Linked DNA regions of Mus musculus: all the other regions are linked to region 1. The links are chromatin contacts, called in public Hi-C maps. All regions are on one chromosome and are shown on one strand. The core of a region is the stretch at or near the end of the contact, and the rest is flanking DNA. Distances in the headings are between cores, read along the strand shown.

Evidence for each region. Hi-C and Micro-C count contacts between places; a contact is called where the count stands out from the background.
Region 2: a contact with region 1 is called in a Hi-C map of cortical neurons. The contact joins the enhancer-like site here to the promoter of Prickle2 in region 1. A contact is called at or near these places in 6 of 39 promoter capture datasets (the 3T3-L1 cell line, Sertoli cells, cranial neural crest and 3 more), 1 of 15 datasets of contacts at CTCF or cohesin (stem cell-derived epiblast-like cells), 10 of 484 Hi-C or Micro-C datasets (the N1E-115 cell line, cerebellar granule neurons, cerebellum and 6 more), 9 of 115 datasets of contacts at active chromatin or transcription factors (craniofacial prominence, embryonic basal ganglia, embryonic forebrain and 6 more) and 2 of 9 other capture datasets (adipose tissue and embryonic stem cells).
Region 3: a contact with region 1 is called in a Hi-C map of uterus, with 3 times the contacts expected there. The contact joins the enhancer-like site here to the promoter of Prickle2 in region 1. A contact is called at or near these places in 2 of 39 promoter capture datasets (cranial neural crest and embryonic stem cells), 2 of 484 Hi-C or Micro-C datasets (nephron progenitors and uterus), 1 of 115 datasets of contacts at active chromatin or transcription factors (embryonic midbrain) and 1 of 9 other capture datasets (embryonic stem cells).

What each region holds. Positions count from the first base shown.
Region 1 is chr6:92,704,112-92,708,814 of GRCm38.p6, reverse strand. It overlaps Prickle2 (prickle planar cell polarity protein 2), which reads left to right and starts at 2,631. Exons shown (of 9, transcript NM_001081146.2): 1 at 2,631-2,711; 2 at 3,384-3,469. The coding sequence starts at 2,670.
Region 2 is chr6:92,284,363-92,289,065 of GRCm38.p6, reverse strand. Gm30688 (a long non-coding RNA gene) reads right to left here. Exons shown (of 5, transcript XR_001785327.2): 2 at 587-733. Among named protein-coding and RNA genes, the nearest start is that of Gm30688, 17 kb to the right of the region's middle. Within about 2 kb of position 2,160, at least 14 of the 459 cell types and tissues checked have an H3K27ac peak or open chromatin away from gene starts, as enhancers often do. A contact at or near this core is called in cortical neurons, where this site is marked.
Region 3 is chr6:92,444,418-92,449,120 of GRCm38.p6, reverse strand. The region is part of intron 3 of Prickle2 (prickle planar cell polarity protein 2); the gene reads left to right. Among named protein-coding and RNA genes, the nearest start is that of Gm38862, 42 kb to the right of the region's middle. Within about 2 kb of position 2,175, at least 19 of the 459 cell types and tissues checked have an H3K27ac peak or open chromatin away from gene starts, as enhancers often do. A contact at or near this core is called in uterus, where this site is marked.

The DNA of each region.
Region 1 (4,703 bases), core at 1,382-3,881:
AGGTTTCATTTCCTCTGGACATCTGCTGTCCATCTCCTGGAAACTTACACAGCACTGATGCTCTTACTGTGTTGCCCTAAAAAGTTTTGCAGTTAAAATACATGTAGACACCATTCATAATTACAGCATCAATGCTGTTCCCCATGACCTTTTCCTACGGGGCAGACATGAGAGTACAGTAACTCTTCGAGAGGATCCAGTGAGCATCTTGCCCTGAGAAGTTTCCATTACTATCCTATCCTGACCCTCCCCCTGCCAAAAAACAAACAAACAAACAAACAAACAAACCAAAACCCCAAAAACCTGAAGCTATTGCCTTATTAGTTTTATGATTTAATATGTGCATGCCTCTATTTCAACCCTGATCACCCCACGCTCCCACCTTCTCCTACTCTGTATTCCCCATATACCATTCTTAGGTATGGGGCACTCACTGGATCCTGCTAGATCCACCAGAGGGCATACCCTTAAAGAAAATTGGTTCTCTCTCTCCCCCTGGATGCCACCGAGTGTCAGTAGCTCCCCAGTTAAGGGTGAGGAGATCAGGCAGCCCTCCCTTCTGCACATTGGTTGGAATATTGATGGCTTGATCTTGTGCAGACAACTTCAGCTTCTGTGCATTCGTGAGTGCAGTGGTTCTGTTATGATCAGAAGACAACATCACTCTATACGCCATGGCTTATTCTCTACAACTGCCACCAAAGACGATAGTGGGTGGTCACCACTTACCTCAGTCCTTATTTAGTGTCTGAATTTCAGAACACTTTGCGTGTATATGTTTAAGTGTGTGCAGGTGCTCTGCTCTCTCGGGGGTTATCCACTTAGTCGTCGTTAGGGTTTTGTTTTGTTTTGTTTTGAGATGGGGCCTTTCATTGGTCTGGAGCTCACCAAGTAGGCTAGACCAGCAGAACAGTGAGCCCCAAAGATCTTCCTGTTTCCACATCCCCAGCTCTGAGTTTACATGTGTTTTCCACCATGCCTAGCTTTTGTTTTCTTTCTGTTTTGAAATGTGGGTTCTGAGGCTCAAACGCAGGCTTCATACTTGAAGAAGAAGCATGCCACCAGCTGATCTCTCACCATAGCCCTCTGGCTCTCAGAGCATTTTTATAAGGGAAGGAAGGATGGTGAGGTGGGCGAGGCAGGGCAGGATAAGGCAGGATTCAGCAGATATATCTGGTATTGATTTTGATTCTTTGATCACAGTACATAAATATTTGTCTTAATTGCTGAATTTATTCTCTGTAAATTGTGCTCCTGAGGCAAAGGCCTTACATGCCTCTCCTTAGAACCAAACTAAACTTCGTTGTCTTATTGGTGAACGTGGACAGCTTGTTCTGATGAAGAAGGGGGTGTCTGAGTTGCATCTGGCTATTCCTTTGATTTTGATAGATAGGTATCTTGCCCCCCGCCCCCCATTTGCTGGGTTATCCCAGGTGGAGATGGCTTCTCTTCATTCAACTTCAATGGCCCAGATATAAAATGCTAAGCCAGAAGATGACCATCTTCTTCTCAGTGATGACAAATTGTCTTCTTTTGACTTGCAGGAGTATCCAGAGTATACAAACCTACATATGTGCCTAAGCAAAGAAGACAGGGCCCTTCTGTCATTTGGGTTTGGTTGAGAACAGATGTCAACACATGATTTGTATGTCATGAATGTGTAAGGGATGGCTTAGTGGGTGGTGGAGAGAGTTCAGGGGAAGTGCTATTTGAGCGGATGTATCAATGACTAGTGGACACCATAGTCTTGCCTGTTAGAACAACATCCTTGTTTTCCATCTCTAATCTTGCATCAGTCCTGAGTTTGTGCCAGTTACAACCACTGCACATGACCTGACTCATCCTTCAACCATGCTATAAGATAAAGTCTTCTGTTACATCTTTATTTATTTATTTATTTATTTATTTTTAAGGGATTGATAAGAGGGCAGGTAATGGTGGTACATGACTTTAATCCCAGTACTCAAAAGCCAGAGGCAGGCCAGTATTTGTGAGTTAAAGACCAGTGTGTTCTACATAGTCCAGCCAGGGCTACATAGTAAGACACTCCCACACCCATCTATCGATCTATCTATCTATCTATCTATCTGTCTGTCTGTCTGTCTGTCTGTCTGTCTGTCTGTCTGTCTGCATATAGATACATACATTTATATGCATACATTTATATTAGACACATATATTGATAAGCACACAAGTTTAACAAATTTTGAGAGATCATTAATACACAGTGGAAGAAGAGTTTAAATGTTTAAATTTAATGTGAAAATCTCTCATCTTTGCATCTCCTCCCGATGTCTGTGAAGTGTCCCCTGCCTCCTAACTTCAGGGACCAGAGTGAGCGGAAGAGCTTTTAGGGGCTGGGCCAGCCAAAGAGTTCTCCCCAGAGGGCAAGGAAGCAGGAGAAAAGAGAAAGTGGCCTCAGCTGGTGCCAGAGAGGATGGGACTGGCTGGGGGAGGGCGGGGAGCTCGCCGAGAGGGGAGGGACCAGCAGGCGGGGAGCGAGCTGCAGAGGGAAGGGAGGAGGGGAAACGTGCTCTCCCGAACCAGGCGGGACAGCTAGGCGGAGACCGCCCGGCTGACGACCGCACCAGCCCAGTCCACCCGCCCTCCCGGCGGCTGCAGCGCGGACACATTCAACCGACAGCGCTGCGTGCGGGAAGCGCCCGGCCATGTTCAGCCGGAGCTCGCGGAAAAGACTGTCCCGCCGCTCGGTGAGTGTCCTCCACCCGAGCGGAGCCGCCCGCCCGGTCCCCACCGCCGGCAGCCAGCGCCCGGGCCCAGCCCCTCTCCACCCCGCGGCCGCGCACCTGTGGCCCCAGGTAAGCTGGCCCCGCGGGCGCGCGAGGGGCTGGGCCCTACCCCAGGCCGGGCGACAGTGCCACCAGGGACCTGGACCCTAAATGCCATAGTTCAGGGCACCGCGGGTGAACCTTTTTCTTTTCCTCTTCTCGTAAGGAATATGGGAACCCCAGCTGAGAAACAGGACCTGGGACTGGCTTTTGGGCGTCCCAGCTACCCTCTTCTAGGGAACCCTGGCTTAGTCCAGGACAGCCACCAGGTGGTCCCCGCAACTCCAGGGAACGGAAAGGTCTTGCTTTTGTTTCTTAGAAACCGGTGACCAAGGTGTCTGGGGGAGACAAAGCCCCAGCCAAGCCATTTCTTGGTGGTTTGGTGCCCATGCTCTCTATATAGACAGCCCACCTGGAATCACATGCCCTTCTCCAGGTGGGAGAATCTGGTCCCAAGTCCCCAACATCAGAAAACAGTTGAGTCCAATCACAGAGGCGGGGTGGGAGGGGCAGGCCTTCCTGCCTAGGATACAAGTGGGGCTTTGAGGGGAGCCCTGGTGGTGGACACGCTTGTGTTGTCTTTTTGTTTTGAAGTTGACTGGACTGGGTCGGATTGAGAGAGGCCAGCCATGTAACGCCTGTGGTGACCAGTGTCCCGGGTTCGCCTTGCACAAATGGAGGTAGGATGGTCTTAAACACACAACACTAGGGAAGAAAAATAAATACACTTTCCCCCTTTTAAGTCTATCCTGTAAGTCACATGGAAAGAATGCAAACACTGTTCCTTTAAGAGCCCAGCTACATCTGCTACAAATATTGAAGGTGGAAGTGGTGGCCAGACACTGGAGGATGCAGGAGATGCATTTTCCTGATGCCAGAGCTTTAAGTGGGAAGTCTCTAGGTAACTCTGCCCCAAACAATTCAAACCCGGAGCATGGCGGTGTTGCTAGGCTCCGTGGTGCAGTGGGTGGAGGATTGCCTAGACGAACTGGTGTTCTCCGATTGTGCTTTCAGTTCAGTCCTTGTAACTCTGGGTCCCAACCACAAATCCACCACTGCCTGCCTGTGCTGTGTCAACCTCTTCCCGTAGCCAGATGTTTCTTATTAATGTGCCTCGAATGTTGATTTTCAGGCAGCCTCAGCTGGCTTGCAATGATTTTGTTTGGGAGTGGAGGGATCCGGGTACCCTCCCACTGCATCTGACTGGTAGGGCGGTGATTGAGGGAAGTTGGGGTGTGGGTTTACAGACTCCGCTTGGTGATATAAAGGTGAGTTCCCTCCCTGTCATCTTGATGAAAAGGAAAAAGTGAGTACAGTGGACAGTTGGCCAGCATCATTCTTGGATTAAAGCATCCTTCCTCCCACTCGCAGGGTCCTTTGAAGGAGACTGTTTTGGATACAACAGAGAAAAGTTATTTGTGACCCCCTACCCCTAACCACCACCACCTCTGCACATCTCTAGTTTCCTATAGCACTGGTGCATGCTGGGCATTCCATGATAAGGAAGGAAACCCCCAGCTGGTTTCTTCAGAGATGAAGTGCTTTTGTTCCCACCTCAGATGAGCCTGGCAGGCTCTCTGCCTTTGTTTCAGGGCAATGAGCACAGACTTGGGGCTTTCAAGCATTTAATGACTAGTGTGACAGAGTCCAGGCAGGCAACATTATAAATATGTGATTGGATATAAGCGTCTGTCAATAGAGTCAGTGCTGTCTTCAAGGTGATATGCTCTGGGCAGGCCCTCGGGTGTCTCAGGTATGAAAGTGGCTTACACATGGGCGTGGATATTGAAACCTTTTTGTAAGCTAAATTCAGTGTGAAAGAATAGCTCATGGCTTCTCTTGATCCATCTGGCAATGTAATGGAAGTGATGAGCAGGGTAGGTGGTTTGCAGTCTCCCTGTCTTCTTTGCCTGT
Region 2 (4,703 bases), core at 911-3,410, 420 kb after region 1:
TAAGTTTCTATTAAAAGTCACAGAAATAGTCATTTCAAGATATTAGCAAAGAGTATTAACAACAACAATAAAAGGCAGAATAGGATGTAATTTTCTGTTAAAAAAAAAAAGAAAGAAAGCCAACAATTCAGAAGAAGTAGTGAAGATTTCTTCAGAAGTAAATATAAGCCAGTGGTAATGATGCATACCTTTAATCCCAGCACTTGGGAGGCAGAGGCAGGCAGATCTGAGTTCAAGACCAGCCTGGTCTACAGAGCAAGTTCTAGGACAGCCTGGGCTACATAGAGAGACCCTGTCTCAAAAAAAAAAAAAAAACAAAACCAAAAAACAAACAAACAAACAAACAAAAAAACACACACACACAGAGGAGGAGGAGAATTGGTAGTACAACACGGGGGTGGGGTGGGGAGTGATGGAAGTTTGTTATGGAGGGGTGTGTGGTTAATGTGTGATAACAGGAAACAAGGCATCATGATTAGACTCATGGGATATAGATCCAGATGTTTGAATCCAAATCCTATTCTATGGTGTCCTACTCAGAACAGATACTGACCTGTTGCTGGTCAAGGGTCAGAAAGGGCCTTACAGTGCCATGTGCTGTGAGCTGCAAGCACCATACCAGGGGGGATAAGAAGAGCCTCCCCTGCCTCTGGGTTCAGTCTTTATGAATATGCACATTTATGATCAGACCTGCTGGGCATGAGACCTGGGAAACACTTGAGTTGTTCACAGGCTGTAAATCAAAAGAAAGAAACAGGCCATTCACTCTCATGACTTCTAAAGTTCTGTTGTCCAAGGAGCTTCTCAAAATATGGGGGTGCCTGACTCTTTAGCGGATTCCTCACTCTATCTCTGTCCCCATTCTTGCCTTTTAGGGTATCCCCATCACTAACCCATGTCTCCTCACAGAAAAGTCTACCCTTGATTTAGGCCCTCATCAGTTCATCGAGTGACACCTGAGTCAGACTCTTGGCTGTGGGTTGGGCGCCCATCGTAGGACTATGATTAAGGCAACCATCATTGACCAGTTTCTTTCTATACTTCCCCAGCTTCTTGTTCCCTGCTAACCAAACTAACCTTCAGGACCACTACAGCAATCTGGATGTCTTGTTTAACTAGCAAACTCTAATATGTCCAGCTAGCCACTTCTGTGTGTTCCACCTCAATGGGAGAGAAGTCAAGAGTACGTTGAAGGACACCCATCTCAGGCACCACTGCTTGCTCCGTGCAGGGGTTCCATGTTCCTCTTCTCTTTGAAGGGAACTTCTAACAGAGAGTCTTTGCTGGGTCAAATTATATTCCTCAGCCTGTAGACTTCCTTGGGTGCTGTAATAAGTCTGGACAGCCTTCAGTGAAGATCATGGTTGTCAGTTAAACCCTATCCATCCACTCCTAATACCTTTTTTTACTCACTTTTTATCCAGCACCCTAACCTGCTCCTTAGCCATCCACTTGCACTTGACAGTGCTACCTCAGATGAGCCCCATCCCTCGCCCCCTATCACAGTGGACACCCATGGGACTTTTGTTTTTTAGCACCATTTCTAATCTTTGCTGTCCACCCTTCTCCACCATGTGGAGTTCCCAGCACCTAGACTCTGCAGCAGTCCTTCGACACCCCATGCCCAGCCTGAGTGTCTTCTCTCTGTGTGGCTCTAGACCCTTCTGAATGCCAAAATGCAGTGAGGCTCTTTGTCTCGAAGCTCAGACTCTTGGCATGCTATGCATCAACCTTATTATTCTACTCCCTGGGGGAAAAAAATCCCAACACTTACCTTCATAAACCGATCTTCCCTGACCCTGGAAGTGTCAATATGCCTGCCCCATCTGGGCTATTGATCTCAGTCTTGTCCACGTTGAAGGCTCTGTTACTTCCCTCATTGACCTGTGGTCACCCTACACCATCTTCCCCCATTCAGCTGTTCTGTGTTGGGTGGGACTTCCTCAGTGGCAGCTCTCTTCTGCATTTGTGTGACTTCCCCTTCCCACTTTCTCCCATCCAAGGCCTGATTCTGCTTATCTTCTAAAGTCAGACACGGTTCAGGGTGTTCTGGCTGTAGACTCTTGGCCCGTTTCTAAGCATGCAGGTGTCCCTGAAGATCTCCACCCTTACCTCTCAGCTCTGACTACATCTACTCCTTGTTCCCACTGAGAATGGGTCAGCCTGCTTCCCTGTCAGCACTTAGATGCTAGCTAGATGCACATAGCAGAGGTCTAAGAGCATTGATGCATGTGAGGCAATCTTCGCTCCTACCATCCCAACCCATCTCCCTGTTTTCCTCATCTTAGGAAAAGGGGTATTTTTCAATTTCAGAGGACAAATATCAGGTTGCTTTCTACTTCAGCCCAGGCTTGTTCCAAAGTCCAATCGTGCCCTCTGCTGGCTCACTTGAGAATCTCACTTTTACAGCTTAGTTCAGGATATGGCTGTGCCCAGATTCCACCTTCTCTCTCTCACTCACCTGTTCATTTGTCCTCCCGTGAGCAACATATAAAATTAGAGTCCCATTTTATTGAAGATGCCAAGGCTGGTGTCTCCCTGTGTGAGCCAGTTTGCATACCCTATATGGGAAGCTCATGGCAGCGAGTGATGGAGTCTGTGGTGAAGGACAGTGCCTACCATATGGACCATGTGTACATGCCATGTGAGCCATAAAGCACCACAGGACCTGTCTCATCCAGCTTTACTCATTCCTCCTCCACTCAGGCCACACTGTCCTTCTATGCTCTTTATTGACTACAACAAGCCTTGCTATACTGGCTTTCTGCTGTCCCTGGGTATTCCCCTCTGTGTGCAATCCAAAGGGCTTATCTGCATAGTTATACTATACTCATTCACATGTTTTACAGAGATTCTTCAGGGATGTTGGCATTTGACCTTTCTCCCATCTCGTAGCCTAGAATAGTCTTTGGGGTGTAGTAAATACTCAAATCTGTACCAATGAGGTGGCAGGATGGGCGCATCAGGGGATATGGCCCTTGCTTTGGCTCATCGATGCCTCTACAGCAGCGTTCTCAACCTTCCTAATGTGAAACTCTTTAATACAGCTCCTCATGTTGTGGTGACCCCCAACCATAGTTATTTTCATTGCTAACTTCATAACTGTAATTCTGACACTGTTATGAATCGTAGTATAAATATCTGATATGCAGTTTATCTGATATGCAACCCCTGTGAAAGTGTCATTTGGCTCCAAAGGGTCGTGACCCACAGGTTGAGAAACACTGCTCTACAGCATTCCACTTGGAGTTATGCCAGTTTACCATCACCTCATTTGAGGGCATTTGGGTTCTCCATTCGTTCAGTGCTATAAACAAGTTACATCACACAGCCCGGGATCCTTGTGTTCCCATTCACAGGTCAGTACAGTAAGAAATTAGTAATGCCAGTGTCTCCATTTGGGTTTCATTGCTATGAAGAAACACTAACTATGACCAAGGCAACTCTTGTAAAAGACAACATTTAACTGGGGCTGGCATACAGTTTCAGAGGTTCAGTCCATTATCATCCTGGCAGGAAGCAGACAGACACAGTGCGGTAGAAGGAGCTGAGAGTTCTGCATCTTGTTCTGAAAGCAGGCAAGGAGACTGTCTTCCGCATGCAGCCGAGAGGAGGGTCTCTTCTGCACTAGGTAGAGCCTGGGCATAGGACCTCAAAGCCTGCCTATACAATGACACACTTCCTCCAACAAGGCCACACCTATTCCCACAAGGCCACATCTCCCAGTAGTGCCAGTTCCCTTGGGCCAAGCATATTCAGTCCACCCTCTTCCTCTACCTGTGTTTTAAAAATGGAATGCTGAACGTCTTCCCCTAAGGTAAATGGCTCACTAGAAAATGCTCACACAAAGCTCTTGGGTGTAGCTCACAGACAGAGCATTTATTATCTAGCATACATTTGGTCCTTGGCCCCATCTCAAACCCTAGGAGCAAAGCAAAGTCGATGAGGTTTCATTCTGCTAGTGGACCTCTTTCCCCTCCCACTTCCTGTGCACAGGAGCTTTGGGTCCGATGGCCCTGCCTAACAATGAGCATGTGGCCTTGATCTCAAAATCTTTGAACTTCAAATTAATTGCCACTCGATCATAAAATCTGTTAGGAATAGGGTCAGGGTTTAGGTTCACACAAGTCTACAGTTAGGGCTGGGTTAGATTGATGGTTATAGTTGACTGTGGTAAGGATTGGAATTGCAGTTCACTTTAAGGCTAGGGGTGTGTTCAGTATTAGGAATAGGGTTCGTGTGAGGGCTATGGCAGTGTTAGGGTCAGGCAGGGTGAGGGCTAGGGCTAGGAGTTAAGTTAGGGCTAGCTTTAGCATTAAGATAGTCTTAGGTTTAGGATTAGAGTTAGGATGGGGCTCTTGGGGATCAGTTTATCAGGTGTTTGTGATAGAGTTAAGATTAAAATTATGGCTCAAAATGGAGTTAGGTTTAAAGTTAGGGTTATGATTAGGTTTGGAAAATTTAGAGTTAGCGTTAGAATTAGGTTTAGTGCTTGTATTATGTTTAGGGTTTGGTTGGGAAAAGGGTTAAGGTTAGCAACAAGCTATCTTTAAGAATATGGTTAAGGAAATCTTAGAAATAGGATTAGATTTAGGTTTAGAGTTATGATTAGGAACAGTTAGTATCTTTCTTAGTGTAATATTTAGTTCAGGGCCAAGACTATGGTTAGGGCTATGCTATAAGGTTAGAGTTACTGTTAGGGT
Region 3 (4,703 bases), core at 926-3,425, 260 kb after region 1:
GCCCTCAGGAACCAGTCTCTAGAACATTCTACCAAGGTGTCTGCCCATGAAGAAGAGTTTTTTACGTACCTTTCTGGGTGGAAGGAAAATCAATAGGTCAGCAGGAAGCATCTGTCTGGCTCCTCATTTTACCCTGTGTAGCCATTGTCTTAAATGGCTGGTCAGTGCGCTCACTGGGACCATATTACTCAATGTTCCTCCCTAATGAATGTGTAAAAAAAATTAAATGGAAGCATTTCCCACAAAATAATGTAGAATAGACATGGCTATCAGGCATTTATTTATTAATTTACTTCTTTAGCAGATATTTATTATATACTAAGTATGCCTTAGCTTTTGTTCGAGCACTGGGGATAAAACAACTGAAAAAGATCATTAAAGTGTCTACTGTACTGTAGTTGTAAGAATGATGGTGGAAAATTAAGAAACAAATACATGATAAAAATAAGTCCAGCTTATTAGTCTTTAAGAAAGTGTGATAATATCCATAATAGTGAATAATAGTGTCAGACAGCAGTCCACGTTTCACTTGAGCCTTATTCAAACTATCTATATAAGACTAGGAACTGATTCCAGTGTCCTGAGTATGGTCCTGAGTGTTGAAAAGTTGGCTCATTTGGCCTGATCTCTCAGGAAGTAGCTGTTGAGACGCTGCTGAGTGACATGAAGATATCTATCTGCTTCGCAACACCAACCTAGTTTGTATGTTCCTTTGAGTGAAGTTTAGAAATGAAATGAGACTGGCACTTACTTTATACAAAAGCATTTGAGGAGAACATTGATGGATAATTTGGAGAGAAGTGAAAAGAGATCAAGGCATCCTTAGGCACAAGGGTTAAGAGGCCTCACTGCTTTGTATGTTTACTCTCTAGTGCCGGGATGTTTCTGTGGTATATGGGAGTAGAACAGCTAAGAACACTTACTCAGAGTGGGCTATGGGAGTCCTAAATAGCAACTGCCACATGCTGAACTTATAGCAGACAAATATCCTTTTTATCATCTGCTCTGCCTTCTAAAGTACAAGCCTATTATACGGGGTTCTATGTTTTCTTCTTCACCACTATAAGCTCTCAGCCCAACATCAGGTTCATGTTTACCATCAATAATCAGCTGTTGCATGAACAAACAACTGTATTTAATGCCCCCTCATAAATGTTGAGATTCAAATAGAACAAGAAGCTGGTAAGCCAAGAACCAGATCTACAATCTCCTATCTGTCTTGCCTCATCCCAAGACACTGGGCTTTTATCCTCCACTCTGCCGCTCCCTGGGTGCTCCACCCAGGAGATCAGGTGTAGTGAAAGAGTAGAACAGTGTACCTTCAACCAGCTTCATCTCTGTGGGCTGGAAATCTCCCCTAAGCTCGGGTTGACCTTGGTGACTAAGAAATATTCCCATCACTACAGGAAGCAGCTCAGCCCTCCCATCATTACAGGAAGTAGCGCAGTCCACCCTTCCAAGACTTGTCCCCATTGTCAATGTCTTATCTTCTTTGGCTCTCCGCCATCTCTCATCCCATCCTTACTCCTCGTCATGTTCTTCTGTTCCTGGTATAGTCATATTTCTGGACATCAGCAGGGACTGGTTAATGATGGTAAACATGCATTTGATGTTGGGCTTTGAGCCTATAGTGGTGAAGAAGAAAACATAGAACCCCGTATAATAGGTTCATACTTTAGAAGCCGGAGCAGACAATAAAAGGGGTATTTGTCTGTTAGAAGTCATCTGGGACATACATGCTTAGTGACAACTATCTTCCTAGCACTATCCTATTCACTAAAGGAAGGCATGGATAAAGACACAGTGTGTCTACCCTTGTGCAGGGGACAGCCTACTTAAGGATACCGATGTGTTAAACCTCTGTAAAAATTATCATTAGACTTGCCAACCACCTCTAGAATGGTGTTTTCATCTCATTACTCCAGTAGTACACGCTGAGCTCCAGATGAAATGCCATGGCTCTAGTGAGCTGTGTGCTTCTGCAACTGAACTGGTAGATTCTGTTCTCCCCAAAGCTGTAGTTCCTGCTTAAGCTTCGCTGTCACTCACCCCAATGTTCTCAGTGTGGTTCCAGGGATGTACGGGGTAAGGGAGGCAAGAAAGAAACAGGAGGAGGCTGCTAAGAAATCTCCTCCGTAGTTCTCAGGAAATTTGTCATGTGAGCAGTGCTTGTTTATCTTGGCTCCAGAGAGGCCCTGATGTCATTGGATGAAGATGGGAAATATGCATGCATGTGCAGCATTTAACACAACAGCCTGTTAATAAATTTGTCTTCAACAGAGTTTTCAGAGATGAGGCTAGAACCTGGGTTCCCAGGCTTCAGGGCCTCTGCCAGATGAAGTCAGCAACAACGTGGCTTCCACCAGCAGGGACTTGTCAAAGCTCATGGACAGAATGTGAGGCCTGGGGAAGCCAAGGAGCATTTGCAAGGGCAGGATGGAGCTTGCTGTTGGAGTTCTCAGCTCTCAATACAAATAGCTCTAGCCTTCTCCATGAATGCATCCTCAGATGCCAAGGAGTAAGTGTGGGCCCCAGGACTTGGACTTCCCTATGTGGTTTCACAGTACACACACTCTCTGCTAACTGAGCTGGGAAGAAAGCTGACTTATTCTCAAGATGACCTGCTCAATCTTAGGACTTGGGAGATATTTTTAGTAACTATGGGATAGCTAGATGAATCCACCATCAAATCATCAGATAACTACCTTCCTTCCTCATCTTTCTACCTCTCTCCCTGTTCACTTATCCATCCACTCAAGCATTTAACCATTCATTCCTTCAATTGTTGTTTATTAGGTACACATTATGCACATGTCATTAGTCTAGGTGACTCCTTTCCAGATGCAATAGGACACTCCCAGCCTTATGATTTTACTTTATGTACCATAGTGAATTTCTACCTCTCAGGGAGCTATAGAGGGAAGACCCACACTGACTTCAATTTCTGGGCTTATCATGTTTGGTTTCTAACATCAAGTGCCGGTCCTTCCAGGCTGGACTGGAATCCCTCTAGGCTCATAGCTTTGACTTGTTTGCACTGAGTTCAGATCCTGGCTGTGCTACTGTCTGATGTTGGCCATGTGAATTTACCTTCATAGACTTTTAACTCATCCTCTGCAAGTAAGAATGTCATCACCTAACTGTAGCATAGTTACAAGGATCCAGAGGGACAATGTCTTAGGGACTGATGCTTTCAAAATGACTACTGTTTACAACAGTAGGAAATCACTCAGATGTTTGTCAGCAAGTGAACGGATTAACAAATGAGTTCCATTTGTGTGAGATGCTACTATCTGCAATAAAAGGGAGCAAATTTTTGATATATACAACAATGTGGATGGATTTCATATCATTATGCAAAGAAAAAAAACCTACCCTGAGACAAAAAGGTATAAACATTATGATTCCATTCATATAAAACTCTGGAAAGTGCCAATACGCAGTGACAGCAGGCCAGTGGCCACTTGGAGGTCGGGTGGTATGGGAAGTAGATAGGGAAAAAAAAAAGAGCAAACTTCAGGAGGTGTTAAGTGGGTTCACTGTCTTAGATATGCCAATACAAGTATAAGAGTATACATATGTTAATCAGTTCTACATGTACTTTAAATATGACTAGTTTGTTATGTGTCAAGTACCCTGGTGAGGTGAGGTGAAGTTGCTCTTCAGCAAACAGGAAGGCCTGCCAGTGAGATCCTCCTAAGTTTCTATGACTTGCCTCAGGAAGTAATTGAGCCAATTACTTCTGGCCAATTAGCGTCAGAAAGACCTGCTCAATATTAATTATGCACAATAAAAAGAGGAAATGAAGGCAGGCACTCAACAGTATCCAAATGGACAGTACTAAAACCTCAGCCCCACAAACTTGCTCATTTCATCATCTGTAAATTCCTGAGGGAGGTGTGTAACATGTAGTTGGCACGCGGTAACTAATGATTCTAGCTGTTATGGGATGGAAGTTAGGAAGATTGATTAAGACTCAGCAGTCAGATCTTGGTCAGAAAAGCTGAGGATTCCAGAATTTTCACTTGCAAAAGGATAAATCCATAGGCTGGGAGCTGGAAAGGAGCCAGGTCTAACACACAGGTATGCAGTCCTGTGTGCTGCACAAAGGTGCCTGGGTGAAGGCACTATGGGAAACCGATTCTCACTTGGGCTGTGGTGACTTCAGAAAGAAGTACATCACTTGACATATGACACCACACAGCTTCCCTGACTGATGCAGGGCTCCATCTGCTTTCATTGCAACTCCCGTTTTCTCCCTTGTAGTTGGGATTCTCTATATCTCAAACTTACATGAAAGCCTAGTAGTAGCTTGGAACACTGACTTCCCTACCACCTCAGAGTCCCTGGAAAACTCAATTCCAGCACTTTCAGAGAATCCTACGAAAAAGAGATGACACCTCCATCCTTACTCGTATCTCTTGAGAGGGTTATGATTTCCTTCAGAATCGATGACCCAGTTGGAACACCTAGAGTCTCTGTTGCATGTTCCATCTTTCTGCAAATTGTTATAGGTACCACACACTTTGAACAGAGAGGCATAAGAGGAAGGACCTCAGTGTCTACCAGCTAATTTCCATGGCCATTTGGTCTGTCTGTCTGTCTCTCTGTCTCTGTCTCTGTCTCTCTCTGTCTCTCTGTCTCTCTCTGTCTCTCTCTCTCTCTCTCTCTCTCTCTCTCTCTCTGTGTGTGTGTGTGTGTGT